Linked DNA regions of Rattus norvegicus: region 1 is linked to region 2. The links are chromatin contacts, called in public Hi-C maps. All regions are on one chromosome and are shown on one strand. The core of a region is the stretch at or near the end of the contact, and the rest is flanking DNA. Distances in the headings are between cores, read along the strand shown.

Region 1 (7,903 bases), core at 656-3,155, 540 kb after region 2:
GGGCTGATCCAAGGCACATATGTTCATTAAATGAAATAAATACTCACCAAAGCGAAAAAAGGAAAAATTACCTATTGTAAGACAAACTAATTTTTAGCATGAAAAAAATCATGGTTTAAATGTTTCGGGAGAGCTAGAAATGTAGCCATTACTCGGGCCTATCCCATGAATATATTTAGACAGAAAAGACAAGTGCCCTGTAAATACTGACACACGGGCATGCAGAATGTGAGGACTATGAGGGGAAGTGAGCATTGTGAGCTGCCTAGCTTTTATGCCCACAAACTCACGACCATTTGCTCACTATTCTCTTCTGAACAGCCTTTTGAAAAGCCTGGGCTCACACATTTATCTTTTCATTTTTCATAGTAAACTATGATCAGAGCTATCAACTCAAATTCCATTAGCATGGTAACACTCAGTGGTCATAAATTATATCACAAAGAGGATGTTTCAGTGTTGTTAATATTAACATATACACGGATCTTCCCTGTAAAATAATCCCTGTGCAAATCAAGTATCTTGAAGTTTTTCAACTGTCTTGGGTGGGGGGAGGGTTAAAAAAGCAGCAGAGAATTAGGGAGGGGGAAAGAGGGCATAATTAATAGGTACTTGTTCCTTGAAAACCCTAGGGATACTTCTAAGCCTTTCATGCTGGTGAGTTCTCACCTAGAAAGGGGACTGCACGGGCTTTTTCAAAGCTTGGCTGAGCAGCGCTATTCAACTTGTTAGACGCTAAAGCATTCCATCTGCGTCCTGTTACTGTGAAGTGGGGTACTGTCCGATGTGACAACGTGACATACTGACATACTGACTTTATTCACTAGTAACAACCTTTCCCCCCCACAAATAAACACTTAAATTAGGAAAGACAAAAGTGTTTCAAGTTGAAACTGTCATTGCCCTGGGAGAGTAAAAGACAACTCTTGTTCTATGGCCGCTTTCTCCTTTCCAAAACTGGAATTTTTTTTTTTTTTTAGTTTTCAAACTCTTTTAATTAAAAAAAAAAGCCTAATGTATCTTACTTCGCGGTTTTCTTAACAAAGAACTATTCTTGTTCTCCTAAACCAACTTCGTAGAAAAAAAAGGAGGAAGTTAAACTTTATACAGGATTTTGTCTTTGAAGTTATGAGTATCTGAAAAAGTATTTCATTTACACTAAAGATCTTGCCATTCCTAACCGTACTTCAGATAAGTATCTCGTATATATTTACGAAGACTCTATTGAGCAATTAACGCCACGCACGTAGTAAGTTTAGGAGCACAAAATTTATATGACAGAATGCTTTCGAAAGGTATTTATTCACAGCAGCATAAAAATTTTTAATAATCCTGTCAAATACGTTCATGAATAATTTATTAATCTCCCAATTGTTAAGTACCGGGAGCGCGCACACGCGTTCTTTATGCCTGTGTCTCGTGCACACCACGCAGAAATCTTTTGCCATATTCCTGAAGTGACAAAGACAAGGTAAAACTTGTGTATTTAAGATGTCCTCAGTCTCACAAAAGGGCAGCGCTGTGGGTCAGGCTGGCGAGTTAATACACGCACTGAGTCTCCCGCTGTCCCGAAGCCCAGCTTTTAGCCACACTCGCGGCGGCCGGATTCCCGCGCCTCCGGGCACCAGGCCGGGTGGGGACAGAGCTGGTGCGGCCCCAGGTGAGCGCCAAGCCGGTCCAATGGGCATCTGCGGCCGCCGCGGCCGAGGCCAGCTACTCAGAGACCGAAGGAAAGGCCGCAGCGTCCCGACCGAGGCCGGCAGGGCGGCTGAAGCGAGAGGCCCAGCCGCCGCCCGAGCTTCCCCCCGAACCCTCCCGAACCTCCCCGAGCCACCGCCCGAACCTCCCCGAACCGTCCCGAGCCGTTGCCGAACCTCCCCGAGCCGCCCAGCGGCGGGTGCGCGCGCCCGATCAGCTGGGCGCGCGTCCCGAGTCACGTGGTGCGCATGTCGAAGGTCACGGCGCGCTCACAATGGAGCTCTCCGAGTATGTACAGAGAGGCATCCAGACGCTGGCGGATCCCGGTTCCTTTGACTCCAGCGCCTTCGCGCTTCTCCTCCGGGCGGCTTTCCAGAGCCTGCTGGACGCCCAGGCGGACGAGGCCGCGCTAGGTAAGCGGCTCGCCCGCCGCCGCGGCCTGGGCGGAGGGGCGCCGGGCAGAGCCGCCAGCCCGGCGCCTTGGGCATAGCTCCGGCCCGGGCAAGTCCCCGGGCTTCGCCCAGCTCTCGGCCGGACTGTGGGGACCCGAGTGGGCCCTGAGTGCCGCTGTGCCCCCGCAGGGCACCTACACGCGGCCAGCTCCACGCTCCTGGCCTGGTTTTCCTGCCCGTCTCTTTGTTCCTTTGTAAAGCCGCGTTCAACTCTTGTTTGTGGCCTAAATGTGTGGGGTTTTCAGCCTCCTTGGAGGCTGCGGCTGTTTTGACATTTGGACTTCAACTGGGGAGGTCCTATGATTCAGCCTCCCCCGGCTGGGCTAGAGGGGGTTGAAAGGGGGCTGTTTCCGAAGTAACGGCTGGGTCAAATAGCACTGACATTTTCCAACCTAGACAACACCTCCGGATCCTGTGATCACTCCAGCACAGGCGGTCAGTGTGTTAAGCCCAGAACCTTCATAATGTTTTGTTCTGCGGCGGTTACCAGGAAGAGAGACTTTTAAACGGCTGGTCGCAGAATGCAGTTGTCATAATGGATTAAGAGCATACTTTAAGACAAATCACTTCTAGATAATTTCCTCAAGTCCATCAACACATTCCAGAACTCCTTGGGTCCCCCGTCCCTCTAGTCATACTAGACACTTGGACAAAAAGTATGAAAGTGGAAGCTATTCTTCAAGCCAAAAGAAAAAAGAAAAATAGTAACCACCACCTGGGAGCTGTGTGTGTAGGGGTGGAGGGACTTGAAGATACTAATGAGGTTTTGACATTTCTGTTGTGCATGCTAATGTATGCCCTCCTGTCAAGTTTCCTTGATGTATTTATGTTCACGGAGCCAATTACTCTAAAATGTCATCTTTTGAAAGTTGTTCATTTTGAATTTTACACTGTGTAAACTACCTTCAGTTTCTCCTTTGCTTTTCAGTCCACCCAGCAACCACTACTCCCTTTGAGTTTTTTTTAAATATTAAGACGAAATAAAAGAAGATAATTGAAAAGAGATTGACAGCAGATTATTGATCTATTCTCTTTATTGTTTTGCAATTGACCTTGTTCCTCTCATCCATTTACAATTGAATTTTTGTTATATTTTCTAAAAGGGTAGTTTTACCAAAACTAAAATATTCCTCTTAGGAACAGGGGTCTAAAGAATTTGTAATCTTTAGCAATTACTTTATTTTAGATCACCCAGACTTGAAACATATCGACCCAGTGGTTTTAAAGCATTGTCATGGGGCAGCTGCAACTTACATACTGGAGGCAGGAAAGCACCGAGTTGACAAGTCTACTCTAAGGTACAGGCTTTATTTAAATACCCATTTACTTTTAAATGGTATCTTTGTGATTGTAATTTCCGTTTTTAAAGATAGAGACTAAACCTCGGTTTATTTCCCCAACCCCTCCAGCACTTATTTAGAAGACTGTAAATTTGACCGAGAGCGAATAGAACTGTTTTGCACGGAGTATCAGGTTACTTACTTTAAACTTTTAAATTAACAATTAGCCCCTCCTTTTTTTTCCTGCTGTTTGCAAAAATGTGTTTTCTTTCCTTTTCTTTCCCCTTCTCCAGAATAATAAGAATTCTCTAGAAATCCTACTGGGAAGGTAGGTACTGTATTAGGTGTCAAGCTGGGGCACTTTTCACTTGTGGGTAATGAATGGAGTGTATTGATGGGAAACAAAACAGGGCCAAAAAGTTTGGCATCCTGACCCAAAATAAAGGGCCATGGGGCAAGGGAACAATTGAACTTAAGCTAGTGTTTTCTTAAAAGTGGAGCCTGGCATAGTCTTAGTAGGCTGTTTTTACTTTTGCACTTGAAGATGAAGGTCAACAATCCTTAAGTTCACAGTGACCAATTAAGAGAGACACCATTGAGTAGATAGATATTGAAGGTTTTTCTGTGGATACAACAAAATCACCATTGTCTTTCAGTATAGGTAGAGCTCTCCCTCATATAACTGATGTTTCCTGGCGATTGGAATATCAGATAAAGGTAAAGATAACAAGCTCTTCTGTAGAGGGATTTGAGGGGCTTCCTTTAGGTTAAAGACTGTTGTTTTGTGTTGTTTTAGACCAACCAACTTCATAAGATGTGTCGACCTGGATATTTAGTGACCTTAAACGTAGAGGTATGTATAGATTTTTGTCTAAAAATTATGTGTAATAAATTTTTAATTTCCTTTCTATAAATAAACATGTTTTTTCTTCCATAGAACGCTGATTCCCAATCCTACCCAGAGATTAGTTTTAGCTGCAGCATGGAGCAGTTACAGGTACAGTATTAGGAGCTTTAACGCTCCTTTTAATGGGGGTTTGAAAACTGCTATGGAAACTTTAAAATATAATCTTCCCATCATCAGATAATGAAGGTTGGTTCAGGATTTAATGGCAAAGGGAGAATGGAAAACAGACATTTAACATGGACTTCACTTTTAAAAGTAATTTAGTAAGGTCTCCAGTAGCCTGTATTTGCTGGTTTCTGTAATTTAAAATGACTTTTTAATGTTCAAACTCAGCACACTTCATTTCATCATGCATCTGATTCAATAAACCTGAGCAAGAGTGAGAGCACGGATTTAAAAATGCCTTTCACAAATTAAACTTTCAAAGCTTTAAGCAAAAAAAAATTACCTATAGAGGGAAAGTACACATAAGCTCGTAAAACTGTTAATACCGTCAGTGTAAACCTGAAGAAATTAAACTCCCCGTTGATTGATGGATATGACAACGAATTTCTTACCAATTAAGTAAAATGAAGAGCATCCCTAAAAATTTGGATGAAATTGAATGTTTCAAAGACATCTGTAGTCATTTCAGAGTAAATATAAGTAAAACTTTAAACAATTAGAAAATGTGTGAATAACCTTCCTTAGAGAAGTTGAGACATGATTTAGATATTCTCTGCGCAAAAAAAAAAAAAAAATCTGTTAGAAATTCTCTTTTAATTAGAACTTGAATAGCTGATTGGAAGACAAGATCCTGTAGGAGAAGCGCTTCTTTTGAAAGTGATTTGCCAGCGGTTAAAATCCCTTAGACTCCTTAGGTGTTCTTCCGACTTTCTTTCATGCAGCTGCTTCAAAGTTGGGTGCTTCCTTACTTGTATCCCCAAGTTGTGACATGAGTTATACATCTTTTAGGATTTGGTGGGGAAACTTAAGGATGCTTCAAAAAGCCTGGAAAGAGCAACTCAGTTGTAACTTGGGGAAGCTGATGACCCAGGAGCCTAGAGGAAAACCAGACGCGCCATGTCTCCTGCAGGACCTTCGATCGTGCGAGCTGGATGTCATTTTCAGTAGAAAAAGAGCTCCCTTTTGAAGTTATGCCAGCCATCAGTTTTGACACTTTTTTTAAACACATGTGAAATGGTTAAGAGGGAAACTCTTACGCATTTGAATTTTCAATATTAATCTTGCATTCCTTCTATGTTGAACGCTTTCAAGCCCTATCAAAGTATCGTACCCTGAATAAATAAGGTGGTATTCCCACAATAAGGGCGGTATTCTGTTTGGAGTTTGTGTGTGAATGACGACCGAGTGCAAGGCACATCCGACCAGCGCTGGCTAGGGACGCCGCCCTAGCCCGGTTTAAGCGCCGCGGGAAAGGTGTGCCGGGGAGCCGTGCTTGCCGCCGGGACAGCCCGTTACCTGCGCCCGGCCCGCCCGACCCCGCGCGCGGAGCCAGCTCGGCTGCTACCCGCGCGCGCCTCTCCCCGGCCGCCAGCGGGCGGGGCGGCCGCTGTTGTTTCCGCGGGCCTGATTCGGCGCAGGTTCGGCGGGGCCGAGCCGGGGCAGCGGCCGGGCGCCCCCGGCGGCGGGCCCCGCGGACGTGTGCGCCGCGAGCGGGAGACATGGTGGGGGGCGGGGCGGCGTGCGGGGCCGAGCGGGCCGCGCCGGGAGAGCGGCGTGTGGCGCTGTGGAGAAATGCCTCCGTCGCCACCGCCGCGCGCTGCGAGGGGAGGGGGCTGGGCGCGCGGCGCGCAGGGGAGGGGGCGGCCACGGGCCCGACTACACCGACACTAATTCCCAGGCCGCCCTTAAGGAATGAGGGGAGCACGTGACCCGGCGGGGGGCGGGGGGAGGGGGCGGGCGGACTCCGAGCCATTTTGGAGCCGGTGTCAGTTTCCACTCTGCCTTCAGCGGTGCATTTTTTTCCACCCTCCCCTCCCCCTCCTCATCCTTCCTCCCCTCCCCCGCCTCCCCGCCCGCAAGCACACTCGGCGCCCCCCGCCCGTCCGCCTCCCCCACGCGAGTCTGAAATAATAATCGTAGTATTAAAGGCAGAGACCGGGCGAGACAATGGGGAGGTTGGCGAGGGAGCCCCGCGCAGGCTTAGCAACACCTCCCAGCCCCGCAGAATAATACGGCTCGGCCCCTCTGCGCGCCCTCCCCCGAGCGCGGCCGGGAGGCGGCGGCTGCGCCGAGGAGGAGGAGAGGCCCTGAGGAGGCGGCGGCGGAGGCCGCGCGGAGGCGGAGGAGGCCGCGCGGGAGGAGGAGGCCGCAGCGCGCGAGCAGGAGGCCGGCGGGGGAGCGGCATGAGCGGAGCGCGGCGGCCGTGGCTGCTCTTGGCCGCGCTCGGTGCCCATTGACAGCGGCGGCGGCAGCTCGCTCCAAGATGGCCGCTTGGCTCGCATTCATTTTCTGCTGAACGACTTTTAACTTTCATTGTCTTTTCCGCCCGCTCAGATCGCCTCGCGCCGGCCGCTCTTTCCGGGTACGTAGGAGGCGAGGCGCCGACGGGCCGTGGCCGGGGACTGGTGGGGGTCGGGGCGGCGTGGAAGTGGGGGGGGGCGGCGGCGCTGACAGCGTGGGCAACCGGCCCGCGCCCCGCGCCCGCGCCCGCGCGCCCGCCGCCTCCCGCGGCGCCGGACGCCCCGCAGCCCGCACCAGCGCCGCCCGGCCGCGCTCCAGCCGCTCCAGCCGCCGCCCGCGCCCGGCCGCGCCGCGCCGCCCCAGGTTTTAGTTCCCCGCTCCCCCGAGCGCCCCCCGGCACCCTCGCGCCGCACATGGTCCCCGAGAGCGGCACTTGTGTCTCCAGCCTGCGCGGCTCCCGCGGCCGCTGCGCCCTTTGTTGAGAGGTAGACTTTGCTGAAAAGGGTACGGGATCCTGAGATCGGGCGCTGCCTGGGTCCAGTGGCTTCCCTCCTCTCCCGAAGAAAGGGCTCTGGAGGTCTTTGAACCTCCAAGGAACGCCCCCATTTTATAGGGATGGGTACTGTGGGGGACAGCGATCCCGACGAGGTGGGTGTTAGGCTGGGGGGAGCCCCGACAAAAATGTTATTAACTTAAGTTGGAGGGACACTTGTGTGAAATTGGATGGCTGGTAAGATGGCGGTTCCCAGTTGTTTCCAAGGTCTTGTGCATTTGTGTTGAAAAGGGTAAAGTTTTCAAGGTGGTATTTGTTGGGAGTCGTGGACAGAGGTTCCATACGTACTTGGGGCAAGCTCTTTGGGAGGTGGGCATTTCAAATTTAGAGCTTTGTTTTGGAGTGAAGACGGTGACTGGACGTTAGCCTTGCTGAAGCTTTCTCCCCCCTCCTTTTTTTCTTCTTTTCCCTTGAAGACAACTACAACTTTCCTCTTTGCTGTGGGATGAGCCGAGACTTGGGTCCATTGCATTTTATAGATTTTGTTCAATGTCAGAATAGGTCATGTAGTTAAGGGGATGCTTCGGGGAAGGAGCACTAACGCGTTGATTGCTTATGTTTACGTAGTCATTTGGACTTGACAGCGCTGGGGCATGATCTTTTCCCC
Region 2 (7,108 bases), core at 4,595-7,094:
ATATTTTCATGATGGGGATATACCAAGGTTCCTAATCAATGTATTTTATTCGTGAAAAATATGCTCAGTTCATAAGCCTACCGGTAAAATATGAACACTTTCTCCCTTTATGTATCCTAGGCTGGCCTCAAACTCCCCATCACCTTTGCCTCCACCTCTGGATGGGAAGCTGGGTATTACAGACGAACACCCCCATGCTTTTGTATAGCGCTGGGACAGACCCCAGAGTCCCTGTTTGCCAGACAAGCACCTTACCAACTGAGCTACATCTTCAGCCCCTAAATCACAAGCTTTTAGATGGCAATGTTTGTACTTCATTCCTCTTTTTTTTTTCTTTTTTCTTTTTTTCGGAGCTGGGGACCGAACCCAGGGCCTTGCACTTGATAGGCAAGCGCTCTACCACTGAGCTAAATCCCCAACCCCTTCATTCCTCTTAATACACTGGGCGTATTTCACCTAAGATGAAGCCGGTGTGCTTGTTTCTTTCTTCTTTCTTTCTTTCCTGCAGCTATTGTTTATCTAGTCAGACACTAACTTTTAAGCTTTTGGATGGTCTATCTGTCTGATACACTACTTCTTCCTGGGGTTTCCCCAGAGAACTATACATCTGTAATGAGAAGGAAGTAGAAATATAGGTAAGTGAGAAAAAAAAAAATGCTAAGGAAAGGGTCCCCGTGAAAGATAGTACCCAACGGAAAATTCCATATTCTAAGTTATTCCACATATCCTCTAAGTGGTCCCTCCTTAAGGCTTTACCCACACGGATGACCTTAATTAAACTCGGTCCAGATTTATGAAAAGTATCAAATTAAGAAACTTTAATTTAAAAAAAAAAAAAACAATCCAACCTCCCCGGATGGTTTCCCGGCATTACTTAAGATGGTATTGTTGCAGCGAGTTGGAGAGATCATAGCCACAGCGCCCGTCAGGCCTCCAAGAGTTCTGTGACTGATGCCTAATGGAACCAATTTTCACTCTGGCAGAACAAATTCAAGTTCAATACTAACTTGAATTCGTTGCCTTCGGATGCTCGAAATCAGATCTTTGGAGAGGAAATTGTATCAACGCCTCTGCCTATTAAGTGATATTCCATTTATTTCATCTAAATAGCTAGCAGGAACAATAGTCGGGAGGGAAACCTAAAACAGAAAACAAATCTTTTTTAATTATGGAATCTGCTCTATTCTTTTTTTTTTTTTTGTCTTCTTTCTTTCTTTCGTCTCCCTCTCAGCCCCTCCATTTCCCACAAACTCCCCACCTCAACTGTGCACCACTGATCTTTCTTAAACAAGAGCAAAGGCCCCGGCACCTTGGCTCACCTATGCTAACGAGCGTACTACAGTCACAGGCCATTGACTGTCACTCACGTTTTTATTACCCCGAGTTTGATGAACATTGATACACTTGCATGTCTCCCTCTGCACCGGAAAGAAAAGTAATAATTTAGATAGAATTCTAAAAGTTAGCATGTTTTGTCAATAGCTCCATTGTTCCTCTGGTTCATTCATCGCGGCATGCCTGCCATTGAAATCCTTCCTCCCTGACATTATTAAAGTCAGTCATTATTAAAGTCATTTCAGAAAGAGATACATGGGGCACTTCTGAGATATTGTCAAGCTGGAATTACATTTTCGGTACTTTATAGTGTATTGTATTTTCAAGCGTCTGAAGCAAATATAATATTCTTGCATATTTCCTCTGATAGAATCTCGTGTAGACAAAGACGAGATAGGGGGAAGTGATGCTTATCACATGACTTGGCATCATCCCTTCTGATAAACTAGGATGCCCTGAGAAAATCAGTGTCGGTTTTTCCTATCATGGAACGAACTAAAAGGACACGAGCTGGAGTTCTTATGTGTCTCGTATTTGTGAGAAAGGGGAAAAAAATATCTTTAGAGAGAAAGCACTTTAATTGTATCTATATTCATCCAGTTTCACTACAATATTACTGGGAAATATAATTTTATAAATAATCACATTGTTCTAAAGACCACTGAATGGATTTTTCAATTGTGTCCATCACTACCACCACCCCCACAAGCAAAATTTAAATTTAATTACAATTTCATAAAAGGCCCATGACACAAAACTGCATAGTTTCTAATTTTCCAAGCCTTTTTTTTTTCCTGTAGGCATTACTTAAGTAATTTAAACCAGATAGTTTTAAGTTGTTGGCGGTATAGCAAAGTGAATAAGCCTCTCCTTATGGAACATACAAACTGCTCAGTCATTTTCAATTACTATGATGTAACTTTACCAAAATACGCCTACGAATGGCAACTCATCCTTCTGAGTATTTGGAAGGACTCTGGCATGCCTTTTAACGTCTTTTGATATTTTGGTACACAAACATGGCTTTGAACAGTTCGGTAACGTTGTTTCCCTTTTAGTTACAAAGAAATAAATTCAGAGGAAAGAAGGTCATTTTATTTGTTCACAGATAAAGTGCACACAGGCAGAAACAAGGTAGGGCCCCAACTTCAGTGAAAATCGAACCACCGGCCTAGACTGACAAATCAGGTAAGCCAAGCACTTGGACTGGTCTGCCCGCTCACACGTGAGAAAGCAAACACCGAGTGACGGCAGGGTCACAAACGCATAAGTTATCTTATTCAATTTTTCTTTTAATCTCTTGTCCCAGAAATAGACCCAAGTACTATAAAGTTCTAGACACATTTTCTGTTAATGAAGTTTTGACCCCAATTTCGCTTTACATCAAAATTAGTTGAGCTTCTCACAGAAGAGTGAGAAAGACTTCATTCAACCCAGCCACCACTTTCAAAATGAATTAATGGGCAGTATCTTTCAATTGTACAAACAATTTACAACTTTCTACCCCTCTAACATTTTGGATTTTTAAAAACGTTCTAGGTTTTAAGGAACAAAAAGGAAAAAACCGCCTCCATCCATCCTGCCCCCCCCACCTCCACCCCACACACACAATTTCACCGAGTAATTTATCTTAATTTTATTTTTTAAATAAAGTTCATTCTACAAGCTTTCTTTTGTCTGCCTGCCCTTTCTATCTCCAGTAGCACATATTTGGGTGGTGGGAGAGCATTCCTAAATGGGACCCTTATGGGAGGAACGTGGGAATAAGGGAAACCACTATCCTGAGGCTTGCCCACTTGACCCTCAGCGTTCCCCATCCGACCCCTTCCAGCTCTGTTCCTTTCTCTGGCTGTTCTTCCAGGAGCCGGAGCACCTCAGGTCTGCACACAGTAAACTGAGTTTTGCTTCGAGATGCACCTAGAGGCATGGGTGGGTTTCCCCACGGGAAGCTTTGAGACGTATGTGTTTCTTCTGGTTCGCTTGTGTGTATATGCTCGGTCGAGGCAACCCAGTCGCCTACCCTTGGGGTAGATCCACCGACGGAGCAGGCGCTCTCTCAAGGAATGCCGACACCCACATGCTGCCCACTGCCCTCCAGTCCCTGCGAAAAAACACCGGATGGGGCTTGCCTGAAGCACGTGGCCTCTGGTGACTAAGAGCAGGCACGCGGGTGAGAAGCCGGAGAAGAACCTGGCAGGCAGGGCATGTGTATCCCCGCCGGGCTCCCTACGCGCCCAAGTCTCCCCTGCAATCCAAAGCGCAGATCAATCTCCCTTTCTACCAGGACGGCCTTTTCCGTTGAAAAGTGGGGGTGGGGGGGGGCACGACAAGGAAAAAAGGAAAGGAAGTGTGCTCGCATGTTAATTTGGTTTTTTCCCCCCCTCTCCATGTGCTTCCAAATTAAAAAGTGGCCTCTTAGGCGACAGGCCTGCGGTTTTCACAGTGTAAAACGGATTAGTGGGCAAACTCCTGCCCTTCTCGACTTTCGCTTGCGGTTTGCAACCCCCAGGGCGGGTCTGACCCGGAGGCACCTGCCCAGGCGAGCTTTGCCCGCAGCTGCCTAGCGCGTGGACTCCGCTTCTCCGGCGCCAACACCCACCCCAGGGACCATCGGCCTCCCACCCGCGGGGCGTATCCCAGGCCCAGTGCCCAGGGGGAGGGGAGTTCCCACGGTGTGGATGATCCGCACACTCAGAGCCAGCAGCCCGCCTTCCAGCCCCTGTGCGCTTGCGTCCCGACTCCTCCTCCGCCGCTCCTGGGTCATGGGTGGGCCGGAGTCCAGGGACCGTCTGCAGCCCACGCTCCAGGGAGCCACGCGGAACCCTGCTTGTTCATTCATAGGTTTTCCTCCAAGAATCTGAAGTTCGTGGAGGACACTTCCAAGAGTTCTCTCATGATTATCAGTCGGTTCAAGAAAGGGAAAAAAAAAGTATAGGCTAACTCCGAGCAGAGGTCGCTGAAGGGGACGTGTACCCCACACAGGCTGGACGCGTGGTTCCGTCCTCTAGTACGTGCACCTGTTCACGAGTTTGCTGGGAGTGAGAAGATTCCGAGATTGGCCAATCTTATCCCTTTTGTTTATTACGTTTAATAAACAAAAGTAAAAGTTTGCTTCCCAGTTCTAGAAATGCCTTCTGGTCTTTCCGCCCTGAAGCGGGATTTAGGCATCCTCTAACACTGCAGAGAATTATCAATGTCGATCCACAGTGGGGCATCCACAGAAGAGGTCCTACAGATGGTGGGGCCAAGGGTCCAGAAAATAGCGTCAGCGAGGGACAAATTCCGGGGTTCTGGACCGTCAGGCACGTTTCGCTTGGGGGACCCTTGAGCGTGAGGGTGAGGGAGGACCCACGTCCACCCACAGCCACGAGCGTCATGGAGCATCAGGCGGGTTCCACCTTAAAGAGTCCCGGAGCGCCCAACTGCGGAGACGCCTGGCACCTGCAGGGGGCGCTGCTGCCTCGCGGTTCCTCCCGCGCCGGGGCACAGCGAGCTCCTCGGCCTCCAGGCCTTCGTCCCCGGAGGGGGTGGGGACCCTAGGGGGAGGAAGGGCGCGAGTGCGGCCGCTAGGTAAGGATCCCGAGCCCTTCTGGATAGAGAAACAGCCTCCACAAGGCGCTAGCTGCGTGCAGCCTTCCGTCTTTCGGCCCAGAGAGGAAGTGCAAGCAGAAGCCCTCCCCTGCCCCCACCGCCTTCCTGCGTCCCTCCACCTCCGCTCTCCGACCCCGACCGTGCTTCCCAGACCCTTTGTTCTCCAGGTTGGGAGCGGCTGGGTGGGTTCCCCGGGGAGGAGGTGCCCTCGCTGCACGTGGAGGGGAAGGGATTGTCGCCGGGCTTCCGACCCGCAGTTCTCGCCCTTAGAGTCCCCTTAGCCCCACCGCCCCTTGACTTGGGCAGCTCCGTGTGGGCTTTCCCGCCTCTCTTTCCACGTCGCCGCCTCCCGGGTCTCCAGGAAGAGGAAGGGTAAAGACTGACGCCAGGGGCTAGAGAGACCACGTCTACTTCCAGGCGCGGAGAAGCCCCTGGGACTCGTTTGGGCCTGAACCCACAGCGCCCGCCGCAGGTCACCGAGGGCATACTCGGACCTCGGGCGCACGGTCGCGGCAGCAAGTCCCGTCGCAACCCCTCTTCCTGAGGACCCCAGAGCCCCAGAGGGGAGAATGGGACATTGTATGTCGCGCCCAGGAGTCTGATTGCAAACGAACGCTCTCTCCACCCCACCCTCGGCGGCGCCACCCGCGTCGCCCCTCTGCCGCGCGTGACCCCAAGGGCTTGGGCGATTGTGTCTCCCTGAGTACAGTTACAATTGTGTTCGGCTTAATTTCTTACTCGGCTGAAGGCGTCGCGGAGTAAAGCGAGGGGAGCAGGATGTAGGGTGGGGGAGGGGAGCTAGAGCGGGAAACTGCGGGGGAGGGGAGGGCAACTGCACAGTGAAGGGCTACTACAGGTCCCGAGTCCGAGGTGACCAGGCAGCACCACTCATCCAGGCCCAGAACCTGGGCCCAGCAGCCGTAGCGTGGCAGAGCTCTCCCCAGCCTCGGCCCTGTGCACGAATCTCCGCAGACTGCCATCCTCACTCTTTGCACTCCAGCTCATTTGCGCTCGGCCGGGTTGGGGGAGGGTTCCGCACCAGCAGGGTGTCACCAAGTAGGTGCAGCCGCTGGAGTAGCAGCTCGGCCTGTGGCTGTCAGCTCCAGGCTTACGGGAGCCCCCTCCCGCCTCTTGGCTTGACCCAGGTCCTCACTGGCTGGTCTAAAGGCGCGCTAGCACTTCTCTCCGCAGCGGGTTCCGGGGGACACACCCCATCCCCACCCCCGAGAGCTGGCGGCCAGCTCGGTATGCCAGGCGGCCAGACGGGCGCCCTGCCAAATTCCGCGTTCCTCTCCAGGAGACGGGGAATTGCGTCCCAGGCTCGGGAAAGCCGGTAGTTCGGGCTTGGGACTGGTTTGCAAAGCCTCCCCCCCGCTCCCCCAAGGCGCCAGGGACGCCTCTGCAGGTTGGATTCCTACTCCGTATCACTTCAATTTTAATTAATCTTTTAAAACACCGCTGTCACGTCGCTTGCAGAAAATTAATCAAACTTGAATCCTTGTTGCATAGCAAGAATTTCGATCCAAGTCTTTTAAAAAGGACTTGACTTTGCAAAGTCACGTCTTTTACAGTTCCTTCATTCCCCCTTTAGCAAGGGAAATACTGCAAAAGTCAGGACATGTTTGCTTCTTTCTGCCTTTAAAATGAAACTCTGCTTATTTCTGATCTTTATTTTCCTGTCTTTGAACAAAAAAAAAAGTTAAGCGATAAATTGCCTTACCTCTGTTAATTCGAAATATAATTAGTTTGAATGATCTTTGTTTAAGAGCCCAGATAAACTAAGATAATCTTAATTTTAATGTGACACGACCCCTATTTTTCCTTGTGAATAATGAGAATAAAGAAGTCATTAATTAATACCAAGGTATCTCCATAGAAGACGGTATCTGGTAGCGCCAAGACGCTGAAACATCGGTTGTATTAGTAATTGATACTGTATAATTGAACATGAAGATAGTCGTCTGTTTTTTAACCTCAAAGCTCCGAGTTTATTTGGTGATTACTGAGCTTCTAATAATTAATTTTAGTCCCTTCTTGATGCAAAAATTCTTAGGATTCCCAGTTCCCATGCAACGGAGGATTCTTATTAAAGCCCACCCCTCAAAATGATCGAGGAGCTATATCATGGAGCAACCCTTCCTGGCCCGTTATTTGTAATAAATTTGCCCTATTTTCATGTCTG

Evidence for each region. Hi-C and Micro-C count contacts between places; a contact is called where the count stands out from the background.
Region 1: a contact with region 2 is called in a Hi-C map of kidney, with 4 times the contacts expected there. The contact joins the promoter of Commd3 here to the enhancer-like site in region 2. A contact is called at or near these places in 5 of 12 Hi-C or Micro-C datasets (Schwann cells, frontal cortex, kidney and 1 more) and 1 of 1 datasets of contacts at active chromatin or transcription factors (oligodendrocytes).

The regions. Positions count from the first base shown.
Region 1 is chr17:86,233,958-86,241,860 of GRCr8, forward strand. It overlaps Commd3 (COMM domain containing 3), which reads left to right and starts at 1,906. Exons shown (of 8, transcript NM_198732.3): 1 at 1,906-2,111; 2 at 3,337-3,448; 3 at 3,560-3,623; 4 at 3,724-3,758; 5 at 4,087-4,147; 6 at 4,227-4,283; 7 at 4,368-4,427; 8 at 5,292-5,653. The coding sequence starts at 1,973. The coding sequence ends at 5,351. It overlaps LOC134482616 (a long non-coding RNA gene), which reads right to left and starts at 1,706. Exons shown (of 2, transcript XR_010059002.1): 1 at 1,553-1,706; 2 at 1,270-1,452. It also overlaps a transcript of Bmi1 not described here.
Region 2 is chr17:85,689,142-85,696,249 of GRCr8, forward strand. LOC108353137 (a long non-coding RNA gene) reads left to right here and starts at 2,356. Exons shown (of 3, transcript XR_010059276.1): 1 at 2,356-7,108. Within about 2 kb of position 5,845, at least 68 of the 93 cell types and tissues checked have an H3K27ac peak or open chromatin away from gene starts, as enhancers often do. A contact at or near this core is called in kidney, where this site is marked.